Regions from separate parts of the Mus musculus genome. Here all the other regions are linked to region 3. A link is a contact called in public ChIA-PET, HiChIP or PLAC-seq and promoter capture Hi-C data. All regions are on one chromosome and are shown on one strand. The core of a region is the stretch at or near the end of the contact, and the rest is flanking DNA. Distances in the headings are between cores, read along the strand shown. Region 1 overlaps Pigl (phosphatidylinositol glycan anchor biosynthesis, class L). Region 2 holds the start of Usp22 (ubiquitin specific peptidase 22). Region 3 holds the start of Ulk2 (unc-51 like kinase 2). Region 4 overlaps Pigl (phosphatidylinositol glycan anchor biosynthesis, class L). Region 5 holds the start of Natd1 (N-acetyltransferase domain containing 1). Region 6 holds the start of 2410006H16Rik (RIKEN cDNA 2410006H16 gene). Region 7 holds the start of Ubb (ubiquitin B).

What was found. Promoter capture Hi-C pulls out the DNA fragments that hold promoters and counts their contacts. ChIA-PET counts read pairs in DNA pulled down with a chosen protein or histone mark. HiChIP or PLAC-seq counts read pairs in DNA pulled down with a chosen protein or histone mark.
Region 1: a promoter capture Hi-C map of liver shows a contact between it and region 3, with 3 times the contacts expected there. The contact joins the enhancer-like site here to the promoter of Ulk2 in region 3. A contact is called at or near these places in 4 of 39 promoter capture datasets (the C10 cell line, hippocampal neurons and liver) and 4 of 115 datasets of contacts at active chromatin or transcription factors (astrocytes, bone marrow-derived macrophages, cardiomyocytes and 1 more).
Region 2: an RNA polymerase II ChIA-PET map of memory CD8 T cells shows a contact between it and region 3, with 7 read pairs. The contact joins the promoter of Usp22 here to the promoter of Ulk2 in region 3. A contact is called at or near these places in 4 of 115 datasets of contacts at active chromatin or transcription factors (embryonic forebrain, embryonic stem cells, large pre-B cells and 1 more).
Region 4: a contact with region 3 is called in an H3K4me3 HiChIP or PLAC-seq map of bone marrow-derived macrophages, with 3 times the contacts expected there. The contact joins the enhancer-like site here to the promoter of Ulk2 in region 3. A contact is called at or near these places in 4 of 39 promoter capture datasets (cranial neural crest, hippocampal neurons, liver and 1 more), 2 of 115 datasets of contacts at active chromatin or transcription factors (bone marrow-derived macrophages and memory CD8 T cells) and 1 of 9 other capture datasets (adipose tissue).
Region 5: a promoter capture Hi-C map of hematopoietic stem and progenitor cells shows a contact between it and region 3, with 2.6 times the contacts expected there. The contact joins the promoter of Natd1 here to the promoter of Ulk2 in region 3. A contact is called at or near these places in 3 of 39 promoter capture datasets (cranial neural crest, hematopoietic stem and progenitor cells and liver).
Region 6: a promoter capture Hi-C map of pre-B cells shows a contact between it and region 3, with 2.8 times the contacts expected there. The contact joins the promoter of 2410006H16Rik here to the promoter of Ulk2 in region 3. A contact is called at or near these places in 8 of 39 promoter capture datasets (the HPC-7 cell line, the SN4741 cell line, cranial neural crest and 4 more) and 5 of 115 datasets of contacts at active chromatin or transcription factors (astrocytes, bone marrow-derived macrophages, embryonic forebrain and 2 more).
Region 7: an RNA polymerase II ChIA-PET map of memory CD8 T cells shows a contact between it and region 3, with 67 read pairs. The contact joins the promoter of Ubb here to the promoter of Ulk2 in region 3. A contact is called at or near these places in 2 of 39 promoter capture datasets (liver and pre-B cells), 10 of 115 datasets of contacts at active chromatin or transcription factors (the 230-238 cell line, astrocytes, bone marrow-derived macrophages and 7 more) and 2 of 9 other capture datasets (adipose tissue and macrophages).

What each region holds. Positions count from the first base shown.
Region 1 is chr11:62,493,615-62,497,198 of GRCm38.p6, reverse strand. All of the region lies in intron 2 of Pigl (phosphatidylinositol glycan anchor biosynthesis, class L), which reads right to left. Among named protein-coding and RNA genes, the nearest start is that of Pigl, 37 kb to the right of the region's middle. Within about 2 kb of position 2,183, at least 274 of the 459 cell types and tissues checked have an H3K27ac peak or open chromatin away from gene starts, as enhancers often do. A contact at or near this core is called in astrocytes, bone marrow-derived macrophages, cardiomyocytes and 2 more, where this site is marked.
Region 2 is chr11:61,173,730-61,177,615 of GRCm38.p6, reverse strand. Usp22 (ubiquitin specific peptidase 22) reads left to right here and starts at 2,557. Exons shown (of 13, transcript NM_001004143.4): 1 at 2,557-2,901. The coding sequence starts at 2,731.
Region 3 is chr11:61,852,780-61,856,684 of GRCm38.p6, reverse strand. It overlaps Ulk2 (unc-51 like kinase 2), which reads left to right and starts at 1,593. Exons shown (of 27, transcript NM_013881.4): 1 at 1,593-2,198; 2 at 3,327-3,419. The coding sequence starts at 2,109.
Region 4 is chr11:62,467,927-62,471,663 of GRCm38.p6, reverse strand. All of the region lies in intron 1 of Pigl (phosphatidylinositol glycan anchor biosynthesis, class L), which reads right to left. Among named protein-coding and RNA genes, the nearest start is that of Pigl, 11 kb to the right of the region's middle. Within about 2 kb of position 1,398, at least 27 of the 459 cell types and tissues checked have an H3K27ac peak or open chromatin away from gene starts, as enhancers often do. A contact at or near this core is called in adipose tissue and bone marrow-derived macrophages, where this site is marked.
Region 5 is chr11:60,911,911-60,915,639 of GRCm38.p6, reverse strand. Natd1 (N-acetyltransferase domain containing 1) reads left to right here and starts at 1,848. Exons shown (of 3, transcript NM_025294.5): 1 at 1,848-2,011. The coding sequence starts at 1,915.
Region 6 is chr11:62,601,391-62,605,157 of GRCm38.p6, reverse strand. It overlaps 2410006H16Rik (RIKEN cDNA 2410006H16 gene), which reads right to left and starts at 2,281. Exons shown (of 5, transcript NR_030738.1): 1 at 2,135-2,281; 2 at 1,876-1,923; 3 at 1,512-1,561; 4 at 692-755; 5 at 352-503. It overlaps Snord49b (small nucleolar RNA, C/D box 49B), which reads right to left and starts at 2,072; the gene lies at 2,010-2,072. It overlaps Snord49a (small nucleolar RNA, C/D box 49A), which reads right to left and starts at 1,698; the gene lies at 1,637-1,698. It overlaps Lrrc75a (leucine rich repeat containing 75A), which reads left to right. Exons shown (of 4, transcript NM_198861.1): 4 at 1-274. It also overlaps Snord65.
Region 7 is chr11:62,548,925-62,552,836 of GRCm38.p6, reverse strand. Ubb (ubiquitin B) reads right to left here and starts at 1,666. Exons shown (of 2, transcript NM_011664.4): 1 at 1,242-1,666; 2 at 1-697. The coding sequence starts at 691.

The DNA.
Region 1 (3,584 bases), core at 934-3,433, 640 kb before region 3:
GGGAGGGGTCACAAGGGAGTGCTATGGGGGCTGATGACCATGAAGGGACATTGTATACATTTTTGAGAATGTCAAAATGAAACCCATTACTATGTAAACTAATATATGCCAGGAAAAACATAAAAACCTTAAAGAGGGTTAAAAGCTGAATCAGACTCAGAAGACTGAGGCAGGAAGTCAAGTTTGAGATCGGCCTGGGTTAAAAAAGAGAAAAGATCATTTAAGGAAAACAGGCAAAATTACAAGGAAGGAATGCAAAATATCAAAATATAATGCATTTTTAGGATTCTCAGAAAGAATGCAAGAAATGCAAAATAAAAGCAAGATGCTTGTGGAGAAGGGCACAGGCAGAGTTCAAATGGCTTCCGTGAGTCTGACCCTAGACTTCTAGAAAATTCCGATAAGGAAATGGAGAAGCTTAAAGGCCGGTAGAGCAAGTAGAAATACCTAATCTATGCCGGGCGACGGAGGTGCATGCCTTTAATCCCAGCACTCCGGAGGCAGAGGCAGGCGGATTTCTGAGTTCGAGGCCAGCCTGGTCTATAAAGTGAGTTCCAGGAGAGCCAGGGCTACACAGAGAAACCCTGTCTCAGGGGAAAAAAAAAAAGAATTACCTAACCTACATTCACCTCCCTTACCAAAGGACTAGCAGTTCTACAGCTTCACCACCAGGGGGGCGATTTCTCTATCCTTGTGAACTTGAAAGTGAGGATCCACCCAAGACGTGGAATGTTAGTGTGTACACCAGAAAGAGCCCCCAGCCCCTAAACCTTTGCTTGTCACATAAAGAATAACTCATGTGAAAGAGGAATAGGAATATGAAAAGAAATTGAATTTTCACAACAAGGCAATAAAGTGGGAGGGCCTCCAAATGACAAGCTCCCAATAGATTGGAGCCTTGAGATAACCAAGTCTCAGCTTCCCAGAAAGCAGAGCCTACACTGAAGCCACCTCACTGTCACCTGGAGACAAGGACTGTGGAAGGCACAGAGGGAGGGATAGTGAGCCATAGAGGGAGGGAAGCTGGGAAGGAGGGTGGTTTTATTGATTTGATACATGGCTTATTAGATCCCATGGGTGTCTAAAAAGCTGTATGTACAGTACCTCCACACAGAGGGCAGGTTGTAGCCTGTTAGCTCTTCAGACTTCAAGGTGAGCTTACTTGGGTGCCCCAGGACTGAGATGTCATAGAAGCCCTGAGCTAGAAAGCAGGTGGTAGACTGAGCCTGAGCCATGGGCTTGTCAGACAACAGTGAGTATCTGGAGATAAGGGTGCCCGGGACCCCAAAACATCAGGGCAAGACTCAGAACAAATTCAGTGTTCACTTAGCTAACATGGACCAAGTACACACTTCTGTATCATACCCAAGGCAATAGCCAAACATGGATATAGGTCACTCTTTATGCTTAGGGCTGAGTGGAGCTGAGGTTTGGGATCTTGCAGGATGAAGGAATTTCCCAGGGAAAGGAGAGCCAAGAGGTCAGGGATTCCAAGCCAAGGAGGCAGTATGATGAGCTGGCGGCATGAGCAGCTAGCTGGCAGTGGTTGCTGAAGCGCACCGGCAGCTGGTGGAGCTGAGAGTGTCGCAGGCCTCTGAGGAGGACAAGGAGGTGGAGGTGGAGGAGGAGGAGGAGGAGGAGGAGGAGGAAGAGGAGGAGGAGGAGGAGGAGGATGGCCACCATCCAGGGGAGCAGAGGAAGACTGTGGCCAGGCCTTGTGTTTGACAAGCCCTTGAGAGCGGGAAGAGGGTGGACTTAGCAAACAGTGTTAGTGCTACAGGAAAATGCTCCCAGCTCCCGGCTCCACCCGGGACTGCTGTGTTCAGTAAACAAGCTCGCCTCAGCCTGTGACGCTTGCTTTTCTAATAGTGAAATATCCTCAAACTCTGACCTTCACACATTCTAGTGACTCGTCCTTACTGGTACTTTTACAGTCCCTCAGCAGTGCCATGCAAACACTCTGGAGAATCTGTGGTGCAGGAGACTCCTCCAGTCAGTACGTCTGAGAAGGGAGGCCCCTGGGCTCCACTAGCAAGAGGAGGTTTGCTTTGTCTTCTCTCAGACACAGCCTCTGCAGAAGCGACCAGGACCGGTGCTGCTGCAGAGCTCCAGCAGAGCTCCAGCAGGGTTAGGTAACGACTTAGCTCCCTGAGAACCAAGTCCTACTTTTGCACACTGCACTCTGAACTCTCATACAGATGGAAGTGGTTCAGACACCCTTATTTGGTCTTGTGGCTTGTTTAGCACAGTGCTGGCAGAATCTGCTGCCCCTCCTCCACCCACTTCAGGCACATTTCTAAACTTAATTACTTCCTTTGTCATCTAAAGTGGGTAAAGGTCAGTAGGGTTCAGTGTAACGGCTTTGGCAGGCCCAGGGCCTGGAAGCTTAGTTGGAGCCCAGCAGTTGGCCCGTCCTCACCAAGGGCTCATTTAGGGAGGCAGGGGCTGTCTCCCCATGCTGAGGCCATCCTGCAGCGTTCCTGCTGGAGCACAGGAGGACCAGGGAAGACAAGGGAAATGGATCTAAGCTAAAAGGTTGGACCCAACAGTTGAAAGCAGGGTTCAGTAACTTCTGTGGAGTAAGGGCAGTGGTTCTCAATTTGTGGGTCTCATCCCCTTTGGCGTTGAAGATGAGATATTGTGCATATCAGATATCTATGATTCTTTGTTGTTGTTTTCTTGAGACAGGGTTTCTCTATGAAGCCTTGGCTGTCCCAGAACTCACTCGGTAGACCAGGGTAGCCTTGAACTCACAAAAAATCTGCCTGCCTCTGCCTCCTGAGCACTATGATCAGAGTGTGTGCTACCACCACCTGACTAATTTGCATATTTCTAATGGCTAGTTATACATGTTTCTTAGCATTGCATGATAAATAACAGTGGCAAAGTTACAGTTGAAATAGCAACAAAATAATGTTCTGGTTGGGGTCCCCACACATGAGGAACTGTATTAAAGGGTCTCAGCATCAGGAAGGTGGAGAACCATGGCTCTAGAGTGAGACAAACCTAGAGGGGAAATAAAACAATGGAAAGAAGGACGAGGAGAAGGAAGAACATGCCCTGAGAGCGGAACAGTCAGCACCTTGATTAAATGTCCCAACAGACCCCTTTCTGCACAGGGCTTCCCTCTCCCAAGTGGAATCATAAAATGGCCTTTTCTTTTAGCCTTCGATGCAAAATGAGCCAGGAAATCACAAGTGTAGGTACTTGTAGGAAATATTTCCTTAATACTGTCCGCAGGTCACAGGGCCTTGTCCTTGCAGGTATGCTGAAGCTTCTACAGGCTGACGCAGGAGGGTTTATGACCACTTACCTTCTTCCAAGACACTAAAACAGAGGAAGAGCTGGGCGCGGTGGCCCACGCCTTTAATCCCAGCACTTAGGAGGCAGAGGCAGGTGAATTTCTGAGTTCAAGGCCAGCCTGGTCTACACAGAGAAATCCTGTCTAGAAAAAAACAAAAAACAAAAAAAACAAAGACAAAAAACAAAAACCAAAAACAGAGGAAGAAAAGGCCTGCTGGATACATGGGTTGTACCAATTAGTAGTTAGTTCAGCCTGGAACACTGGGGCCCTGTTTCTGTCT
Region 2 (3,886 bases), core at 1,308-3,807, 680 kb after region 3:
ACCAAGTTATAAATCGGCAGATAATTTTGATTTTATTCTTGTAGACATTAAAGAGTAGGAAATAAAACACACAAATTACATCCTCATCAACTCTTCATTGGGAGTAAAAAAACCTAGGGGCTGGGAATGTGGCACCAGTGTTAAGGGTACTTGCCTGGCACTCATGAAACCCTGGGTTTGGTCCCTAGGCCCTCACACACTGGGCATAGTTATGTGTACCTATAATCTCAGCACTCAGCAGGTGGATACAGAAGTTGGGTCATCCTTAGCTACAGAGTGAGTTTGAGGTCAATCTGGGCAAGATGAGACCCTGTCTAAGCTGTACCCACCCCCAAACACACACACACACACACATACCTAACAAACAAAAAAAGGTAAACTAAACAAGTAACTGTCCCCTGACAGATATAGTGATACATTCTTTCAAGTGAATCAGGTAGTGGGGGTGGGGTGGGAAAGTGACTGCCATTGTCAACAGGGTGACAATGGAACACTTTCACTGTACAGGGAGTTTCTGGTGAAGCCTGGCAGGTGAGGGAGTATGAGATTTGGGGTGTGGTGGAAAGCACTTTAGGAAGGGGCTCTGGATGTCTGCTAATTTGTCCTAGACCCAGGTCCCCCTCATCCCACCAGACAGGGTTTCTCTATGTAGCTCTCACTCTCCTAGAACTTGCTCTGTAGACCAAGGCTGGCCTCAACTCAGAGGTCCACCTGCCTCTGTCTCCTGAGTTCTAGGATCAAAGGCATGCACTGCTCAACACGGAGTCTTTGTTCTAGTTTTCCGTCCATTAAACTCCACAACTTCCGGATCATGGAAGTCTTGGCAGCAGTTGCTGTTTTGTTTTGTCCCACCTGTGTTGGATTGCAGTAAAATAGCCAGCAGTGGGATAAGAATACCTGAACAGCATCACATGTAAGCCAAGGGCTTCCCAAGACAATGACTGTACTTGAAAGGTTTTGTGTGTGTGTGTGAGTGAGTATGTTCCCTCACAATATGCCCTGAGTGACTCATTCACACACAGAAGTCCTTTAGTAAGCCAAAACCCTCATGCTCAAGTCCTAACTATAAAATGATGTAATATTTGCCTCTAACCTATATGGTCTGTATGCATCTTACCAGCTTCCCCACCCCACCCCTTCCTCTTTTTACTATGAGTCTCACTATTTGCTCTGGCTGACCACAAACTCCGGGCTCAAATGATCCTCCTGCCTCAACCTGAGTAGCTCCCAAAATATTCATATACACAGACACACCAACCCCCACCCACCCCCTTCTCTATGCTGTAACTCCTCTCTGGGTGATACTCAAATGCCAACTAAGATAGCATGCTAAGCCATATCTAAGCCTGAATACGACCATCACTGCTCTAAGACCAAGCTGGTACTCATTGGACAAGCCACAACTGCAATTGCTCCTCGGAACCATGACATCAAAATGCCTGTCGGCAATTTTTCTCGGCTGTCTTGTCTGCTAGCTGCTGTTACTGCAGTACACCGATGAACTCTCTACTTCTTCTGCCTTTTCTGTCTTGGAGAATTATTTCACTGCTCCACATCATGGGTACCTGTCTGCCTGAGTTTGACACCTAGCTGTTATCCTGTTTAAGGTATAACAGGAGAGAGGTGTCTATTTACTCGGTATATACAATTTGTAGGGCAGAAGATCAATATTTTCTCTTCTGAGTTGGTTTGCTGCACATCTGTGTAACCCTCAGATAGGAGAGCTAAATGCATCATAGCTCTATACTGTTCCTACTTAATAATAGAGTGTAATGTGGCTAGTACAAATTGAATTGCTATACCAAACCTGTATAACACGATATTTCAAAGCCAATGTAAAAATTTGACTTGATATTCTGTCTTTATTTGACTGCTTGTTAAAATTAATTTTATCTTTCTTGGTGCAAAATATTGTACAAAATGTAGCCACTAAAAAAATTCGTATACCAGTTGGCATTCTAGTTCAATAGGATAACGCTGAATAATATCCTAGGGAAGGGAAGATCTGTATTCTTGCCACGCCCAATCTCCAGCTGTGGCATTGCGGTACCCAACACAGTCGCCAAGATGGCAGTCTCTGCAGAAACGCCCACACTAGGAACTCCAAGGACCAACAAACAGAACCTAGAAACCCTCCTTTCAGAGAACTCGCAGACGCAGGCCCTACCCTGCCCCACCCCTCCGTCGCCCCGCCTCTTTGCGGCAGAGCTCAGGCCGGTGCAAACCGGTTCAGTGGCCTGACTGACACTCAGTTTTACCCAATCCTCAGCACGCCCCGCCTTCCAAGGAGAGACTCGAAACGTCAAATCGCTGGCGTCTCCGGAGGCGGTTCGAAAGCCTATAATAGGCGCAGACCGTGTCTTAGACCGGCAAACCACCAATGGTGTGACGCGAGGGCGGGACCCTGTTGACCCAACCCGAGGCCTTCGGCTTTTCTCTGGAGCCAGCGGGCGAGAGGAGGGCTGATAGGCGGGGTCTAGAGCAGCGGAGCCTGCGCACTAAGGCCGCCGGCCTGGGTGACGTTATCCTTTCCCGCGGACAGCTCCGCCCTGTCCCGCCCAGCCTCGCCCCGCCCTCCTCGAAGTCAGAGGGTGCTGCGCGTGCGGTGGGTGCTGCTGTAGCCTGCCTGAGTTCTCAACGCGGTCTTTGTCCCCCAGCTTTGTTCTCGCCGCCCTGGCGTCGTCCTCGCCCCCGTCGCCGCCTGCCCCGCGCGCCCGGGCCTTGCCCGCCATGGTGGCCAGGCCGGAGCCTGAGGTCGAGGCCATGGACGCTGAGCTGGCGGTACCGCCGCCTGGCTGCTCGCACCTGGGCAGCTTCAAGGTGGACAACTGGAAGCAAAACCTGCGGGCCATCTACCAGTGCTTCGTGTGGAGCGGAACTGCCGAGGCTCGCAAGCGCAAGGTGAGCCCAAGGCTTGCGCCGCTCTGCGGGCTGGGAAGCGGGGAGTGTAGGTGGGAGAGGGAGAGGGGAAGCCTGGTAGTCGTGGGGAGGGAGCCTGGCCTTGCGGGGAGGGCGTGAGGGGAAGCCTTGCCGTGAGGGGGTGGGGCCGAGGAATGGGCAAGGCGAAGCCTCGCGGTGCAGGGAAGGGGCTAGAGGAAGCATCCCGGTGCAGGAAGGGGGACTAAGGAGAACCTCGCAACGTGGGGAGGGGGCTAGAGGAAGCGTCGTGGTGCAGGGAGGGGGCTAGAGGAAGCATCACGGTGCTGGGAGGGGTCCAGGGACCACCTAGTGGACGCTGTTGGGAGTGTGGCGGTGGAACCCACGATGGGAGGGGGAGGGGTATCTGAGTAGGAGGAGGAAGATCTGTCTGGACATTCCATTGAGGAGTATTTGTCTGTAAAGGTAGTGGTGGGGGCCTGGGGTCTGCAGGGTAGTTCCGTGGATAACAGCTCGTTCCCGGGGCTGAGACCCTTCGCGGACACCTGAGGCTGGCAGGGCCTCCGCGCACTCGAGTTGAGAAGCGAGATTTTTAGGACGTAGGAGGTGATTGACAACCGCAGCCTTCGAGAGTGGCTATTTTGTTGTTTTGGGTCCTGTAAATCTCAGCAACTATGATGATTTTATTAGTGATTTGGAGATGGGAAAACATTATTTTCTAATTTAAAAAAAACTTCATAATTACAATTTGATTTTGAAGGTGAAAAGTGGAATAGAAAATTTTGATTGTTTCTATCTTGAGTAGCATTTTATAACGGGAGAACTGACAAATCTGCTGGGTGTTTCATGTTAAGCATCAAACTCTCCCTCTTTAGTTTCTCGAGGCAGGACTTCTCTCTATAGCCCTTGGCGTTCTTTTCTTTTTTCTTTTTTCTTTTCTTTTTGGTTTTTCGAGACAGGGTTTCTCTGTGTAGCCCTGGCTGGCTTCGAACTCAGAAATCCGCCTACC
Region 3 (3,905 bases), core at 344-2,843:
CTGGTGGGTCTGAAGACAGTTACAGTGTACTTAGATATAATAATAAATACATCTTTTAAAAACTTTTTGTTTTCTAGTGTTTGGTGTTTGTTTGTTTGTTTGTTTGTTTGGTATTTCAAGACAAGATTTTTCTGTGCTTAAGAAAACAATTTTTACTTTACTGCTATGGTTTGGATGGTTTGAATGTGTTCCTCAAAGTTTCCTGTGGTGGATGCTTGGTCCTCCGTGTGGCAAGAAGTAAGTTGAATTGAGAGACTGTGATACGGGTTCTTTCAAAAGTGAGTTGTTATACAGTCGTAACACTGGTCCCTTCTCAGTCTCTGGTTTCTTTGCCCTGTGATCTCTTTCTGTCCCATAGTCCCTTGTGAAGCCTTTTTTCATGAGCTCCTTGTCAGAGCTGGTGCTTTGCTGTTTGGGGTGTCAGCCTCCAAAACTGTGAGCTGCATAAATCTCATTTCTTTATAAGGTGCCAAGCCTGGGGCATTTTGTTCTAGCAATGGAAAATGGACTTACTGAGTCTGTGGTATTCTTTTTTTAGGAAAAGAAAATGGACTAGAGACATTGCTTTCAGATTCCTGACCTGTCTCAAAGCTGAAGGTTTTTAGGGCTTCTACCTGTTTGTCAAGATGAGTTCCAGAGGGCTGGCTGGAGATACGGCTCAGTGGTTAAGAGCACTGGCTAGTCTTCCAGAGGACTCAGGTTTGATTCCTAGTACCTACATTGTGGCTCATAGCTATCTGTAATTGCAGTTTCAGATCGACACCCTGGTCTGGCCTCTGCAGGCACTAGGTGCACTCGTGGTGCACATATATGCAGGCAAAACACCCATACACATAAAAGTAAAATCAGAGGGGGGAGGGGAGGAGGAGGAAGAAGAGAGGAGAGAGAGACAGAGACAGAGAGGGAGAGGTGAGAGAAGTGAGAGAGGTGAGAGGAGTTGTTTCAGGGGCAGGCGATGAAATTGACAGCAACATCCCCAAACCTGAACACACACTTAGGTATGGGGTCACACATATTGTTTACCATGGCTTTGTAATGCTTTCTTGAGCAAAAGTTGACTATCATTTTTCACCTAAACAATCCGAGGAAAAAAAAAAGCCCGAGGCAAACTGGTAGTTGACTGGTGTGATGAAGCGCCTCCTTAGAAAGGAGGTTCTGAGCCTCCCTCAGAAGTCTAGAGACCCCCAGAAGGCGCAGGTTCCAGTCAGACCCTATCCCTTAGGTGGGTTGTCTAGCAGTTTGCGGTCTGGATTTGAAAGGCAGCTCCCGGAGTTTTTGTCTCCAGTGTCTGCACCGCCTCAGCGACTCCCGGGGCCGGAGTTCAAGATCCGCCTCTTAGAGGGTGGCTTCAGGTCAGGGCGTGGCGGGCTCTAGCTAGCCGCGGGCGCCGAGCCGAGCGGAGCCGAGCCCGCCGCCCGTTCCTAAGCAGCCGCGGCCTCCTCCCCACACCCCTGCTCGCCAACTCGCTCCAGTGACTGCAGACTCGCCCCGGTGCCTGGCGCCGCGTCCCGGGGTGCGCACTCCTTTTCTCGGCGGAGGGAGCAGGACTGGGGCGCATCGTCCTACAAGACGCGCTGACGTCGCACAGGGCCGGTAGTCGGCGCGGAGCGGCCGGCGCGCGCGCGTGCGTTGGGCGCTCCCGCGAAGCAGGCAGAAGCCGCCACCGCGGCTGTGCGGGTTCCAGGGCGGCGGCCGCTACACAGCAGCGCCGCGGGCGCAACAAGCGGAGGCAGCCGCACCTGCGGGGATGGCGCGGCCCCGGCCCTGCACCGCTGTCAGGCGCGCGGGTAGCTCCGGGTACGCCCAGTGACGGCGGCGGTGCCCTCGGCCGGGCAGTGCCCAGGCCGCTTGGCTAGAGCCCCGCGGCCGACGGCGGCCCGGGCCATGAGAAGCGACCGGGCCCAGGCCTCGCTGACCCCGGCTCCGCGCGGCGGCCCGTCCCGTTTCCGCTCCGGCCTCTCGGCATGAGTGTCCATCCGGGCCCGGGGCCGTGGCTGCCCCTGTCCCGCCGCCCGCGGGCGTGCTTGGGGCCCTCGGGCCCGCGGTGCTGATCCCGGTTCTCCGCCACGCCTGCCCACCCTAGCGCTCTATGTCCCGGGGGCGCGGCCATGGAGGTGGTGGGCGACTTCGAGTACTGCAAGCGGGACCTCGTGGGACACGGGGCCTTCGCTGTGGTCTTCCGGGGGCGGCACCGCCAGGTGAGCGCCGCCGGCCCGTTGTCTGGTGCGAAACTGGGGAGCCAGCGCCCCGGTCCTGGCCGCTGGGCAGGGCTCCCCGGGCCTGCCTGCCTTTGTGCTTGCTGTCACTGTCGCAGGGTTTGTTTTGGAGGCCAGAGCCGCTAGGCTGAGCTCCACCTACCGACGGGCGCAGAGCCACTGATGTTCTTCCCTGACAGTGTGCTGGGTAACCGAGGTGCGCCCGGGGACTTGCTGCTCAGAGAAGCCACTGGTCCCGAAGCGACTAGGACTCCAGTGTTTGCACAGTGTAATGTGCTTGTCCATACTATGGGTCGGTGGACCTTTGTCCCTTCTCCCTGCCCCGGGCTTTCCGGAGCTTGTCACCTTTACCGTGGATAATTGCACACCCAGCGGAAAACGGGCGCGTTTCCCGTTAGTCTGAAGCTTTCTCAGACTATCACGTTCCTCTGTGTCTGGGGGAGCTTTGTAGTATCCCTCCCCTTTTTGAGTTAGAGGAAATAAGTGACAAAGGTAGTTGGACCCTAACCTAATAATACAACGTAGATGCAAGTTCAAACCTCAGTTGTTTGGGTTTTTTTTTTTGTTGTTTCTTTGTTTTTTCCAAGCCACTGTTTCGCAAATAGGTCACACGAGGTTATAGAATCTAAAGAATTTGAGAAGGCACATTGAGACTGGAAGTAATTAAAAAAAAAAAAAAAAGCTTTGGTTATTCTGTTTGTTTCAAGAGTGCCTATTAAAAAGGTACTGTCGTCTATGTCTTATTCATTATGAAATAACTTAAAAGTCAAGGAAAAAAAATAAGAGCAGTGTAATCCAGCCAGGATAACTTCATTAAACTCTATCACTTCCCAAGTTTATTTATCCATAACTCCTATGTGACTGTAAACTTTTTTCAACTGATCCTATATGGTCTTTGTATTTACAACTTTTAATGACTAGTGCTGTAGGACATTGCTATGTATTGTGTTGTTTATGAAATCAGTTTTTTAGTTTGAGATTTGAGGTCTTTGCCATGTTTCCCCACTACCACATATACATTGAGTGGCTAAAAATAAATTTACAGCTTTTATTATTGAGTTGTTTCTATGTTATAATTTTCAGGCATAACACTGTTTTTTTCCTTTTTAGAAAACTGATTGGGAGGTGGCTATTAAAAGTATTAATAAAAAGAACTTGTCAAAATCACAAATTCTGCTTGGAAAGGAAATAAAAATCTTAAAGGTATGCTATTTTAGAATACCTATCACAGTCTGAGTTAAAAGTTACCCTGAGTTAAAAGAGCATGTTATAACATCCTTTGAAGTTTGGTAGTTGGATTAAAGTTTGATAATTTTTAGTTGCTGTTCATTTTGCATGTGTTTTGTTTTTGTTGCTGTTTTGAGTTACAGAGTATTCTGAAGCTATTTTCAAAGATTTGTTTGTTTACTTTGAGATAGGGTCTTGTCTTGCTATGTGACCTTGGTTGACTTGAAACTCACTGTGTAGTTCAGGCTGGCCCCAAATTCAGAGATTTGCCAGCCTCTGCCTCTGGAGTGCTAGAAAAGCACAGATAGCCTTGGCTGTCCTGGAACTCACTCAAAGATCTGCCTACCTTTGTCTCCGGAGTCCTGGAATCAAAGGTGTGTACCACCACCACTGCCAAGCTGGAAAAATTTATTTTTATGCATGTGTGGAAATATGCACACGAGTACAGTGCCCAATGAAGGC
Region 4 (3,737 bases), core at 149-2,648, 620 kb before region 3:
ATCAAGCCCAAAATAGAATATTGCTTCATACCAACTAGGATGGGTGGAATTCCAAAATGTAAAGCTGTGAGCGTTGATGAGGATGTTGAACAAGTGGGGACCACAGCACTTTGTTGGTGGGAACACAGAATGGTACAGCTGTTATGTGCCAACTATCAAATTTATTTATCTGTTTATTTATTTATTTATTTATTTACTTACTTACTTACTGGGTTTTTGAGACAGGGTCTCACTATGTAGCCCTGGCTGGCCTAGAACTTGCTATGAAGACCAGGCTAGGTCCACCTGCCTCTGCTGGGATTAAAGTCATGTACCACCATGCCTAGCCTACTCAGAAATTTAAACACTATCACAATGTGACTCAACAGTTACCTTCACAAGAACATCCTTAGAAGAATTAGACACTGGTATGCCAATAGGTACTTCTATGTCTTAAATTTATCGAGTCCTTGGTCACAGCAGTCAGGGTAGATTAAAGCCAACTGCAGCATCAACAGAGGACCAAGGAAAACAATGACACATACACAGAACAAAAACATTACTCAGCTACAAAAACAAACCAAGTGGGGCTGGGATATGGCTCAGTGGTAGAGGGCTTGCCTAGCATATGTAAGGCCCTGGGTTCAATCTCCAGTACCATCACTCCTGCCTTGCCCACAAAATGGGAAGAAAGTAGATGGGTATGGTGGCATAGGCCATAATCCTGGTACTCTGGGAGCTAAGACAGGAGGATTGTGAATGTGAGGCCATCCTGGGTCATGTAAGAGTTTGAGGCCAGTCTGCTATAGATAGTGAGATACTGATTCTAACAAAACAAAGTTCTGAAACATTCTACTGTCAATATTGATGAGCTTAAAAATATTAAGGTAATAAAAGCCATATATAAAATAACACTGACCGCATGGTTCTATTTATATGAGGCACCTAAACAAGCAAAGCCACGGAAACAAAGTAGAATCTTAGTCACAGAGCTAGAGGAAGGAAGGGATGGGGGGTTATTGCTTAATGGGTTACAGGGTTTCTCTCTGGAGTGATGAAATCTGAGTGATGGTTACATAATCTTGAGAAGGTACCTTAAGAATGTTCAAAATAAGCCAGGCATGGTGGCGCATGCCTTTAATCCGAGCACTCGGGAGGCAGAGGCAGGTGGATTTCTGAGTTCGAGGCCAGCCTGGTCTACAGAGTGAGTTCCAGGACAACCAGGGCTATACAGAAAAACCCTGTCTTGAAAAACAAACAAATAAACAAACAAACAAAGTTCAAAGTAGTAAATCTTATAGATATTTATGACACAAATGAAAGAAACCTTAAAAACAAAAACCAGAGTTTCACTCTATAAAACTCTTCCAGGGGTCATGTGATACAGCTCAGCAGATAAAAGGATTCAATGACCAGCCAGATGATCTGAGTTTAGTCACCAAGACTTAGGGTGGAAGGAGAGAACTGAGTCCATATGGCATGCACAGGCCCATACATATACATACATCCATACACACACATATATCCATACACATACATACATACACACATACATAATGCATACATTCATACATGCACTACATTATTAAATGTGATAAAACTTAAAAAAAATTGGGGCTGGAGAGATGGCTCAGAGGTTAAGAGCACTGACTGTTCTTCCAGAGGTCCTGAGTTCAATTCCCAGCAACCACATGGTGGCTCACAACCATCTGTAATGGGATTGGATGCCCTCTTCTGGTGTGTCTGAAGACAGCTACAGTGTACTCATAAAATAAATAAATACAACTTAAAAAAATTCTTTAAAAAAATCTAATTATGAGTTATTATGAAATATAAATTATACCTTTAAATTTGGTAGAACATTACTAAAATTTTTTTTTAAAATATGTGTGTGTGTGTGTGTGTGTATGTGTGTGTGTGTGTATTTATACATGTGAATCCATGCCTGAAGAGGGTGTTAGATTTCAATGAACTGGAGTTACAGTAGTTTTCGGTCACCTGACACAGGTCCAGAATAGAACTCAGGTCCTTTGAAAGAAAAGCAAATGTTCTTAGTCGTTGAACCATTTCTCCAGCCCCTGAAACAATAGTAAAGGATCTTTTAAGGGGGACCCCCCCAAGTACACATCTAAATCAGGCCATACTTGTAAGTGGTGTCGTTTTTCACTATTTCCAAAAGGTTGGACTATATTTGTATTTTTATTCACAGAAATACTAATGTTGTTAGTTTCTTTGACCTGTAACTCATAGGTGGTCATTAACAAAGCCCAACACACCAAGGAGCTGTCTTTTTCTCATGACCATAGGCATATGTGTCCTAGATGGAACACGGAGCCTGAATGAGAACAGTGTCTGCTCACTGAGGTGAAGGTATAAAGTGTTTCCAGTCCTAAGTTCAAGGTGCCTGACCTGTAGTTGGCCACATCCATTCTACACTTCTGACACGGGAATGATGCTAGCATTTTGTTTTCCTACCCCTGAATCTTTAAGGTTCACAGGTAATGTTTGTCACTGTAGAATCTCACTTTGATCTCTGAAATGATCTCCTCTTCAACTACCATTTCTTTTATAGCTTTCCATCGTTTAATCAAACCTTCCGGTTTTACACTTACAAGTCTGGCACAGTTGGTTAGAGTTCTTAGCTAGCAAGCATGACTCCCTGGGGTTAATACCCAGGACTTGGGAGGTAAAGACAGAAGGATAAGAAGCTTAGGGTTATCTTCAGCTACACAGTGAGTTTGAGGCTAGCCCCGGTTAGATGAGACCTTGTAGCAACACAAAAACAAACAAGCACACACCTACCGCACCGACACAAAAGAAAATCACCTTTCCCAGGTCTAACTCAGCTGGGGATGTAGCTCAGTAGCAAAACCAAAGCAAAACAAAACAACAAACACTCCGAGTAAGTAAATAACCAGCAAGACAGCAATATTCTCTTTAAAAACTTATATTTGTGTGTGTATGTGTGCGCGCACATGTCATGCATGCACGAATGCATGTCGCAGCATGCATTCAGAGTATTGAAGAAAACTTTTGGGAGCTGGTTATTTCCTTCCACCATTTAGATCTTGGCGATCTAAACTCAGGTGTCAGGCTTGGTTACTGGTGTTTACCTGCTGGACCATTTTACCAGCCCAATATTTCTTTCTGAGACAGGTATTACTTATGTTGCCCAGACTGGCCCTGAACTCCTGGCTTCAAGTAATCTCTCTTTTTTCAGCCCTCCAAGTAGCTAGAACTCTAGGCATGTATCATCAGGTCCAGCTAACACCATCATTTTCTTTTCCTTCCCTTTTCCCTTCCTCTTCCTCTTCCTCTTCCTCTTCTCTTCTCTTCTCTTCTCTTCTCTTCTCTTCTCTTCTCTCCCTCCCTTCTTCCCTTCCTCACTCTTTCTGTCTGTCTGTCTTTCTGAGATAAGGTCTCATGTATCCTGTAGCCCAGGGTGCACTTGAACTACCTTTGCAGCCAAGGATGTCCTTGATCTCTTGGTCTTCTTGCTTTTACCTCCTAACCGCTTGGATTACCAGTATGCACTTGACTTAACAATAACATTTTTTTTTTTAAGAGTACACTGTCACTGTCTTCAGACACACCAGAAGAGGGCATCAGATCCTCTTTACAGATGGTTGTGAGCAGATTGTTTCCTGGGAATTGAACTTAGGATCCTGGAAGAGCAGTCAGTGCTCTTAACCGCTGAGCCATCTCTCTAGTCCAACAATAACAGTTTTACACGCACTTATACACTGTTTTCTGTTGTT
Region 5 (3,729 bases), core at 599-3,098, 940 kb after region 3:
GGTCACAACCCATAGGTAGACAACCACTGTGCCAGGCCCTATTGGAGGCTTATCAGATCAGACTCTCCCCTGGTCTAGACTGGCTGGTCAGATGCCACGTCTGTAGACATAAATGCACAGGAGGACTTCCCCAGGAAGTGGTGCTTGGGCAGTAGTCATCCAAAGGCCCAGCAGCCTGCAGATGAGTGGCCTGTTCAGACACTGTCCAGGAACATATTTTGACCATCTCCACTTACATTCTTTGGAAGTGACGTCACCTGAGACTCACAGGTTTTAATCTTCCTTGTTCACAATTGCCTCCAGCTCTGACTCTGCCAACCAGGCTCCAGGCCCTCTATGATGGCTGGATCCCTTTCAGTCACTTTGCATATAATGACACACCTCCGCACTGCCTTCTGTTTACAAACGCTGTGACACAACACCCACTTGTTAAAAGGAAATTATTTGCTCAGAAAAGATTCTCTCAGTAGTATGTCTGACCCCCCAACCAAGCAATAAAAATGATTGGAAGAAGGCAAATAAAAGATTGGGGGGGGGGGTTACAGAGGAAAGTGTTCATTAAATGGGGACTAAATGGCCTGGCAGCCTGGGCAAAGGTTCAAGAGTCAGTCACTGCCACTAATGACAAAATGCCCACTGCAACTTACAGAACTCTCTGTGGCAATGTGAGGTCGTACACTTGGAAAAGGATCTTGCAGTTTTTCACAAAACAAAATATCCACTGGCTATAAAACTCGGCAGTATATTCCTGAGAGCTACCCTAAGGGAATGCTGGCCAGACGACATCCACAGCCTGTTACTCATAGCAGCTCCAAACCAAAACAACACAACAACCCATTAACACGTGATGGAAAACTGGTACCTGCTTCCTGGGAAATCTCTGACACACTGGTGAACATGATAGCAGCAACAACACAGCTGATGACAGGTGGAAGCGAAGAAACCAGATACGAAAAGGTAAATACTGTGTAGTTCTTAAGAAATAGGATGTTCTTAGGAAAAGCTGTTTAGTCAATAGCGCTAAAAGTCAGGGAGCATAGCTACTTCAAAAGGAAGAAATCAATTGGAAGGGAGCCCACGGAGATCTCCATTTAGCTGTAAAATGCTTCCTTGTTGGTCTGTCCCCCGCCTCTCCCCCACCCCCAGCCCCCGCCACGCACACAGACACACATTTTGTACAGGTTTGAAGTTACAGCCTTCAAGCATTCCACTGAGGTACTCAAACTTTAATGTCTGTGTGGTGGTCTCATAGATGTGGACATCAAATTTGCACGGTAATTAACAGAATATGATTCTGTGAACATCCATGGTCGGCAAGCTTTCCTAATACTGTACTTCTAGAGAAACACTGGCTCCTGGGTAGCTAGCTCCCTAGGGACCTCATATTTCTGGCTTTCTTTGGGAGGGGTGGCTTTTCACCCAGTCCCAAACATGCCTAGGGGTAATCTCTCAATATCAGCTACAGCTGCCCGAGTGGGTGGGCTGCATAGCTCCAGCCCGCACGATTCCAGCAGAGAGTAGGTTTGCCTGTCAACACCTTGCATTTGACGTTATCTATTGCCTCAGGCTTGCAGTGAGGCTAATGCCTAATATTAAATGGCTGTCGCGGGGAGGATCTAAATTACCCCATAGGTCATTGCGTGTTTTGCATATGGGTCCGTGTGGGTCCTAAAAGTCATTCTGGGGCATTCGGGAGGACAATCGGCGCCCTGGATGGACCAGCACATCATTGTTGAAGCCGCGAGCGAAACGGGCAGCGCGGTCTCTTTAAGAGACGCCAGGAATGTATCCAAACAGACAGTGCGCGCAGCGCACGTGACTCACAGCTGATTTCCGGCCCCGCCCCCTTCTCCGGCCCGCGCCGCCGAAGAGTCAGTTCGCTGCGGCCCGCGGTCCCCAGTGTCGGCGCGCGCGATGGCGCACGCTACCCCGCCGAGCGCACTGGAGCAGGGCGGCCCCATCCGCGTGGAGCACGACCGCCAACGCCGCCAGTTCTCCGTGCGCCTCAACGGTACCGAGCTGCCTTTGTTTGCGCGCGCGCGGGCGGGACGGGGCGGGACCTGCGGGCGGACGGACAGATGGATCCCGGGGCGGGAGGGCTCCCGAACCCCCCGACTGGCACCGCCGGAGCGCGTCTGCCCGGGCAGCCCGCACCTGCTAGCGCAGCCGGCCTCCGACATCGCGGACGGAGGGCTGCCACCCTGGGTCCCAGAGAGCAGGTCACTGGTGGCCTGCCACCCCCACCCCCCGGGTGTTCGGTTGCTTCCTGCCGCCGTGGAGGAGCCTGCAGGGGCCTGGGGCATAACCTAGGGAATATGTGGCCTGGAGGAGGAGGCGGGTAGGTGATTCTGAGACTTTGGCCAGTTTGTCTAGTCAATGTGTGCATCGGTCTCCCGGAATCTGCAATGGGGATAGCTGGAGTGCAAACCGCTTTGGATGAGATGCTGTGGCAGTAAAAGTTCAGAATGACACATTTGGTGCACAGCAAGTGCTGATAAACATAGATAAATGGCTACTTTTCAACAGATAGAGAAGTCAAAGCCTCATCTGTAGCGTTTGTACCAGCAGACCGACACTCCTCCCATTGATTCTAGGGCTGGAAAAGATTGTGGAATATGGGACCTTGAGCTCTCTGTAGCCCACTCCTCCCAGCTGGGCCCTCTGGGGAGACCCGACTTAGCCACTGCCCATATTATTTTGATTGGAAGGATGCACCACTTGAGTGTGGTCGGCCAGTAGGTAGGTTGTAAGCAGTCAAGCATACGCAGCCTATCCTGACTTCCTGAGCCAACCTTCTGTGACCTGCACTTGGAGGCCAGGTCTCCCGTTTGTGCCACCTAACCACCGTGGGGGCAGCTATCACTTCCTGTGTTGTGACATACCGCCCCACTTACAGATGAGTAAACTGAGGCTGGGAGTGCAGGAAATGGGACCTGCCCAGCTTTAACAAGACCAGAGGCATATTCAAATCAGGGCCCAGCTGCCCCTTGCCCTATTCTTTCCGTAGAGAAACAAGTCCTGCTGTCATGCTGATGGTAGCTCAGCTGACTGTGACACTTGGCCCTGATCCCTTGAGAGGCCTTATCTGAGGGTTTGTTTGTTTTTTGTTTCTTTTTTCTTCAGATCCTCTTTTCTGAAGTTTTCTTAGTTCCAGTGAGGCTTTTAGTTCCTGGGGACTGTGGAGGCACATCAGATCCATAAAGAGAAAGGCAGAAGCCTTAGGCTTCTCTCTCTTTCTTTCTTTCTTTCTTTCTTTCTTTCTTTCTTTCTTTCTTTCTTTCTTTCTTTCTTTCTTTCTTTCTCTCTCTCTTTCTTTTCCAAATGGGTCCAGTCAAAAGGACAGTACTCTTGAGAGCTGGCTATGAACAAATGATATCCTTAAACTTAACCGTTCTGCAATCTGCTGCCCCGTTGACAGAGAGACAGAATTGCTAGAGGCGGGCAACCTCGCCTCGGCTCCTCCTGTACAGCCTGGGCCAACAGTTTACTGAGTACCTACTATTTACCCAGGACTTGTAGGGCTGCCAGTCTAAAGAAGGAGATGGGTCTCAGATGAATTGCATAATATCTCATAAAACCAAGGCCTTGGGAGGCGTGGTCAGGCAGAAGGAAGGGTCTATTGGGGCAGAGCCACTGTTTGGCATTAAGTTCCAAGCAGGTGGTATTTAAGTAGAGACCTGAAAGAGACAAGAAACAGCTGTAGCTGTGAAGAAAGGCACTGTGTGAAAG
Region 6 (3,767 bases), core at 1,032-3,531, 750 kb before region 3:
GCCCAAGAGAACTGTTCTGAATTAAGTGGTCAAAGTCTGAACTCATGGGGTTATGGGGAAGAACAGCCTTACAGGCCAGGTAAGCAAACAAGATGGCGTCTTTGCATGGCACTGCAGCCAAGAACAGGGATTGAGTGTGGGTGCCTTAAATGCTTTGGAATCTTTGCCCAAGTCCAGCTGTGCAAACAGCTGAGACTGCCCAGAAGTTTACAGTGCTGAAGCTGGACTGCCTAACACCTGACACTCTACTCTAATACATGTTTTCAAGGACCAATACGGACTGTGCTTTATTAGAGTGCTTTGATGGTTAGCTGTACACACAACTTAATTCATCCAAAACACTGGCAATCTGGTTTATAAACAAATGTTTATTTTTAAAAGGCATAGAAGATCCTGTGGTACAGACAGGATTACCAAATGTGCCCACCCAGAACAAAATTGGCAGACATGTCACTTAGGATATTTGCTTTCAGGCCGGCTGGAGACTCCTCTGGGAATATAGCCTGCAAAAGAGCTGAATTTCAGAATCACTCCTGCCTGGATCAATGGCATTTAGAACATTTAATGATATCTTCAGAAAACCATAGGCTCACCACTACCAATCTGCCGGTAATTCCAGCTATTTTAGGTGATATCATCATTTGATATCTCTCAGAGTAATAACAGATAGTCACTGTACAGACCAACTCACCTCTGCTGCTGCCAGCACAGATCTGCAGTCCTGCGTCCGTTCTGAGAACTTGAAAGGGGACACCCTAAAATGGATTGCAGAAAACAGGACATTATATATAACAGCCTTGCAAAATCAATGGCTGCCCTCCCACCCTGGCTTTTCTCTTTTGGATTTCTTTGTAGCCCTGGCTCACTACTGTAGACGAGGCTGGCCTGAACTCTGCCTGCCTCTTCTCAAGAAAGCTACAGTTCTTAACACATCCTAGACCTAAAAGGGAAGTATTTTTCAAATTACTAAAATACATTTACAACTAGCCAAACCAGCCCAACTGGGTTCAATTGTAAGACCACATTAACTGAAAATTTTAAGACCCAAGTTAATGGACTAGAAGGTCTAAGTTCTTAGAAGACCAGGTTTGACTGCCAGCACTAATTGTGGCTCACAACCACCTAAGTCCGGTGCCATTTTTTTCTAGCATCAAGACAGCAAACACACACAAAAATGGCTCTATAGGGGGCTGGAGATGGCTCTGTGGTTAAGAGCACCGACTGCTCTTCGGAAGGTCCGGAGTTCAAATCCCAGCAACCACATGGTGGCTCACAACCATCCGTAATGAGATCTGATGCCCTCTTCTGGTGCATCTGAAAACAGCTACAGCGTACTTAGATATGATAAATCTTAAAAAAAAAATGGCTCTACAGTAAGAGCTGTGCACTGTTGCCTTACTTAACCACCCCCATCAGCTACAACCAGTATTGAGTACAGGCAAAACTGATGCTCATACATGAACACTCTAGCTCAAATCAAAACGGTCTAAAATCCCAAGCTGAAAGCTTACCTCATGGGAGGCCACAGCTGTTGGCAATCTTCCACTCTTAAATCCCCAACCTAGAAGTACAGCAGTTGTTAAAAGTCCAGCCCAAGTTAAACCTAAACCCCAGCCACCGGTGTGGGCTTGACTGCAGTCAGCCAGGAGCAGTTATCGTCAGTTATCGACTCTGACGGCACTTCCTACTTAGTCATCTCATCACAGCAGTCAAGCTTTCTGCTGTCCTCCAACTAGTAGTTCCAGCCACTAAATGGAGACACGTCTTAAATTTATGTATGTGCCCACATGGGCCAGGGTATGTTGGGAGTCCCTGGAGCGAAAGCTACACAGCCTCTTGTCTATGAACCCCACCTGATACTCCAGAAACCCTTACCTCATGGTGGGATGATACTGCTCCTATTCCACGTTGTCAACGTCCCGTCTGAAAGGTTAGAAGAGTAAGAGTCATGAGGGGCAATTAGAACACTTGTGTTCAGCACTGGGTCGCCGAGGCTTAAACGACTGCAGTCAGCTAACTAGGGATGTCGTCAGTTGTCGCATCGGACGGCACTTCCTTTTTTTTCTAGTTTCATCATCATTGCAGCCGACACCCCGCCCACGCGCGGCGCCCCGCGATGCAGACCTCGACTTACCAGGCTCCCCTAGATCTGTGCAGCGCACAAGGCGGAGCTGAGAGGCTGGGCCCGGGCTCAGCATCGCTCCAGACCGTCACCAGCAGGCCACGGCGAAGGGACCAGCTCAACGAGCGAGAAGAGCACGATCCCATGATGGCCGCAGAGAAAGACGGCGCGTGAGCGCCCTCCTCTTAAGGGCTAGGAATAGACCACTCCTCACCCCAGGGAGGTGAGGGCGGCAAAGGCTCACGGGAACTTCCAGCGGCCCGCCTCGCGACCCAGGCCTCCCCCGTTCTGTTGAGCGAGTGGTCTCCCCCGCCCCGGGGGATTCTGGGTAGCGAAGAGCGCGCGAGCTCCAGCGCGCCTGCGTGTTGGGTTAAGCGCGGACTCGACATCCTTTCCGCGGTTTTCCGTCCTCGTTGTCTTCCCTGACTTATTAGTCCTTTGTGAACGTGTGTAGTGTGTGAAATGTGTAGTCAGACCTGACAGTGCAGGCCTGTAATCGTAATCGATTAGGAACCCGACGCAAGAATTCGAGTCCAGCCTGGGCAATTTAATGAGCCCCTGTCTCTATTTTAAATTTAAAAAAAAAAAAAAAAAAGCGGGCCTATATAATCTAACTGGGTGGTGGAGAGCCTGGCTCATCTACGCTAACACACACGAAACCGCGTTCAAAGACAAACGCTGTTACAAAAGTGTAATGATTGGGGCCGTTCTGCACCCCATTATTTTTACAACATATCCACGGAGTCTCTCAAGGCCCTATGCAGACGGCCCTCATCACATTCCTTAGAGAACTGTAGAATCAAGAAGAGCTCTTGATCCATTTCCATTGCCCCCTGCTCTTTCCACTTCTGACTGGAGAGACTTGCATCGGGCATAGGTAATAGAAAACTGCTAATGCTATGCCTTCAGTATATGAGTATGTTTGATTTTCTCAAGGGTTGGGGATGCAGTGTTTCCCTAGCAAACATGAAGTTCTGAGCTCCATCCCCAGCACCTCATAAACTGGACATTGTGACAAACTCCCAAGCTCTGGGTATGTGGAGGCAGCAGAATCAGAAGTTCAAGGTCATCTTCAGCTATGAGGTCAGCCTGGGATATGTGAACCTGAAGACTAGAGTAGGGTTCTTGTGAGTTCAAGACCAGCCTGGCCTACGGAATGAAATCCTGTCTCAAAACACCTCAGTGCAAAATCTGTTGAGCTAGTATATATGATATGCTGGGTTCTACCCAGCAACACACACATAAGTGCTTGCATGCACTTCTTATGCAAATAGGCTGAGGAGGCAACTCATTTTGACAGAACTAGACAGGTGGTCATGAGACTGCAATCTTGGTGGTCTGAGGAATAAACAGAATTTTGATGGAGGGAGGGAAGTCCAGGCCAAAACATTCTTAAAGGGAATAAGATAATTTCCCTTGGAGCCAAATATGCTTGACCATGGCCAGGAACACAAGATTCATGGGTCCCCAAATACCATGTTCTATATTGGAAGTGTCTTGGGTTTTTGTTTGCTTGGTTGGTTGGTTGGTTTTGGTTTGGTGCCGTTTTCGAGACAGGTGCTGTTTTCTGTGTAGCACTGGCGGTCCTGGAACTTGCTCTGTAGACTAGGCTGATCTTGAACCTGGAGATCTGCCTGCCTCTGCC
Region 7 (3,912 bases), core at 417-2,916, 700 kb before region 3:
TCTGCATGCCACCTCTCAGGCGAAGGACCAGGTGCAGGGTTGACTCCTTCTGGATGTTGTAATCAGAGAGGGTGCGGCCATCTTCCAGCTGCTTGCCGGCAAAGATCAGCCTCTGCTGGTCAGGGGGGATGCCCTCTTTATCCTGGATCTTGGCCTTCACGTTCTCGATGGTGTCACTGGGCTCCACCTCCAGGGTGATGGTCTTGCCAGTCAGGGTCTTCACGAAGATCTGCATGCCACCCCTCAGACGGAGGACCAGGTGCAGGGTTGACTCTTTCTGGATGTTGTAATCAGAGAGGGTGCGGCCATCTTCCAGCTGCTTGCCGGCAAAGATCAGCCTCTGCTGGTCAGGGGGGATGCCCTCTTTATCCTGGATCTTGGCCTTCACGTTCTCGATGGTGTCACTGGGCTCCACCTCCAGGGTGATGGTCTTGCCGGTCAGGGTCTTCACGAAGATCTGCATGCCACCTCTCAGGCGAAGGACCAGGTGCAGGGTTGACTCCTTCTGGATGTTGTAATCAGAGAGGGTGCGGCCATCTTCCAGCTGCTTGCCGGCAAAGATCAGCCTCTGCTGGTCAGGGGGGATGCCCTCTTTATCCTGGATCTTGGCCTTCACGTTCTCGATGGTGTCACTGGGCTCCACCTCTAGGGTGATGGTCTTGCCGGTCAGGGTCTTCACGAAGATCTGCATTTTGACCTTGAATTTAAAAGGTAAAAATTTAAAAGCCTACTAAAATCTTCGATTCCCTACAAAATACTTCTACTCAAAACTCCTCCCCTTTTTGTCATAACATAAAACCTGTTTTGTCATGGTTTCAAACTGCTAAACCTTTCCAAAACACTAAACTGGCATTTGGAACATTCATCAACTGCGGGGCATCCAAGTTCGCTAACAATAGACATGATAAATTGAAAATAAAAAATATCCAGACCAGAAGCCATCGATAAAAATTCAAGTAATAAACAATGCCCGAGTGAGAAGTACCTCTTTTCTGCCTCCCCCCACTGAAATAACCACGATGGACTCTCCATCGGTTAAGCGTCCGTTAAGCTCCCTGGCGCGCGCGCCAGGGCCGCCCCCGCTCCGCGCACGCGACCAAGGCCCACTCTTCCCGGAAGGCCCGTTGCCGCGTCACGTCACCTCGCTCCCCTCCCCCACCCCAAGAAAAAAAAGGCCCGCTTAGCACCACGTAAGCCCCCTCTCTAAATCCTCCCATGATTCAAACGCCGTAGACAAATACCTGTTAACAAATGTGATGAAAGCACAAACCGCCCAGCGCGTCGAAACACCCTCACAGAAAGACCGCCGAACCGGACAAAGCCTCTCGTCACTGAGCTCAGTGGCCGCGCGAGCCGCTATTTATGCAGCGTCTGTTGCGTGACTGCTCACTCCTACGTAGCTGTTGTCTTCCTGCGCCACCGAAAGTAGTTCCGCGGGCCCCCACCTCCCCCAGACCAATTAGGCGTTTTTGCCGAGCTCCCGATTCTTCAGAACCAAAGAAAAGAGTACTACCAAACGAGAGACACTGTATTCCCGGCGTCTCGTCTCCTCTCGTGCAAAAAATTGAAAAAATCATCACGCGGATGAATCCAAGTTAAAGGGCCCTCCCTCGAAAGCTCTGGAAACCTCCTTGCGGCGCCAGCGCTGATTGGTGAGGAGTCAAAGATGAGGCCGACGCTGATTGGTGGAGGTCGCGGGCCGCTCGATTGTTGCTGGGCTCGGTTCTCGGGCAGTTTAACGTCGACGTTGCTAAGTAACCGAGTGCGCATGTGCGGGCGCTCGCCTTAGCGAAATACTGATGTTTCCTGCTTGAGGTGGGGGAGGGGCGTCTTCTCTTCCCGCGTCCGGAACCCCGCGTCCCGAGTTCCCCGTGGTTCTCTCGCACCCATCGCTCGGCGGCTTTACGCCACAGGGTGAATTGCGACCTCACCCTGCTCCCCCTGGCTGGACTCTAGCTTCGCCCAGGCCCCCTCCAGTATGAGCATTGATGCTTCCGTAGCCAGTGTTTTTAGTTGTTTTGTCTTGTGGCTTAGCCGCCCACGGGCCCAGATGTGGGTGGGAGTGGGGTGGCTGCCGGGCTGGAAGCTGAGGATTTAGCCAGAGACCCAGCCCAGAGCCCGGCCGGACTTACAGATTCTCTCCCTCCCCAGCAATCTACAAACAAAGGAAGGAAAGAGGAGAAATGCCTATTAGACTCAGTACCCGGGGTTCACCCACCTCTCCCATTGGGATGTCTATTGTGCAAAGGAAGGGAAGGGGCCCGTTAATCCTAGAACCTCAACCTCAGGACTAGGTTCTGAGGTTTTGGGTGTGGTTGCTTTTCCCTCATCGAGATCAACAAGGAAGGAGCAGAACTGCTCGGATTGCTTTGTCATGCGGAGTCACGAGGATGGCCATGTAAACAGTTTTGTTTGCATAGGCTACCGGCTTCCGTACAGTAAGAAGTCTAGCTACGCTAACAGATTAAACTTCACTCTGTAAAGGTTTACGAGTTATTACCATATTACTGAAGGAAACGTTAGGAACATAGCTGGTTTGCCTAGCATGAACCAAAAGCTCCAGTTTGATTCCCCAGCCCAAAGTCTGCTTTCTAGAATAAAGAGCAGGTAGAATTTTATTTGAAGTGAATTGAAATTCAGAAAATGTCTCCTTTGCATAGTATTTTATTTTTATTAGGAAGCATGAGTCGGACCTTGTTTCAACAAGCAGAGTATGTCTGAGTCAGACATTTTGAGGCACAGACTCAGCCAGAGTGCTGATCTTATGATTGATGCGATGACTTCATTGGGGTAAGTTCCAGCAATTGCCAGACGGGTTATTGCTTCCTAGTTTGTTTTGTTTTCAAAGTAGATCGTTTGGTGACTTCAACCCAGTAATAATATTTCAAAAGAATGGCATCTGGACAAGATAGATTTTTTTTTCCGTAGCATAGTTTTTGTTGCTTGTGCTGTGTTCACCCCTAGCCCCACCCCTTGGAGACTGGCCATCACTCTGTAGCCCTGGTTGGCCTGGGATGACTATGTAAATCAAGAGCTCACAAGAGATTCTCTTGGTTCTGTCTTCCGAGTGTTGGAATTAAAGACACGGACCATCGTGCCCAGCATGATGTAAACAGATTTTTTTAAAAAGTATTTTATATCTGAGTGTTTTCCTTGTATGTATGTCTATATAGTACCTGTGTATCTGGTACCTGAGGAGCTCAGGAGGGTACCAGATACCCTAGAACTATACAGACTGCTGAGTACTTGTGTGGCTGCTTGGGAATCGAGCAGCTAGTGCTCTTAACTGCTCCAGCCCTCTATAAACAGATTTAAAAAAAAAAAAAGACAGTATAAATTTTGAGATTAGAAGTTTATTGAGTTAGTTCAACAATGTTTCTCCAATTAAAAAGGAACTGTTTTCCATTTTTGTTCACAATAGAAAAAAAAATTGTGTCATCTTTAGGCCCTAAAACACATGAATACACCTGTGTGTGTGTGTATGTGTATTGCTCTGTAGACCAGGCTGGCCTCCCATCTCAGAGATCCCCCCTGCCTCTGCCTCCTGCCTCCAGAGTGTGGAAACTAAATGCGTGTGAGAAATATGTATTGACTGGACAGCAGTGACACAGTGACACATGCCTTTAATCCAGAACTAGGGAGGCAGAGGAAGGGGATCTCTGAGCTCGAGGATAGCCAGGAATACATCCTGCCTCAAACACAAAAATAAGGAAGAAAGGAAGGAAAAGGAAAAGACTTATTTATTGAAATAGGGTCTCATGTAGATCAGGCTGGCCTTGAACTCAATTATATAGCCCAGGATGACCTCACACTCATGATCTTCCTGCCTCTGCCTCCTAAGTGCTGGAATTGCAGGTGTGTACCACCATAACTGTACTGGCAGGAAAGAGACACTTGTATTCTGAGACACGT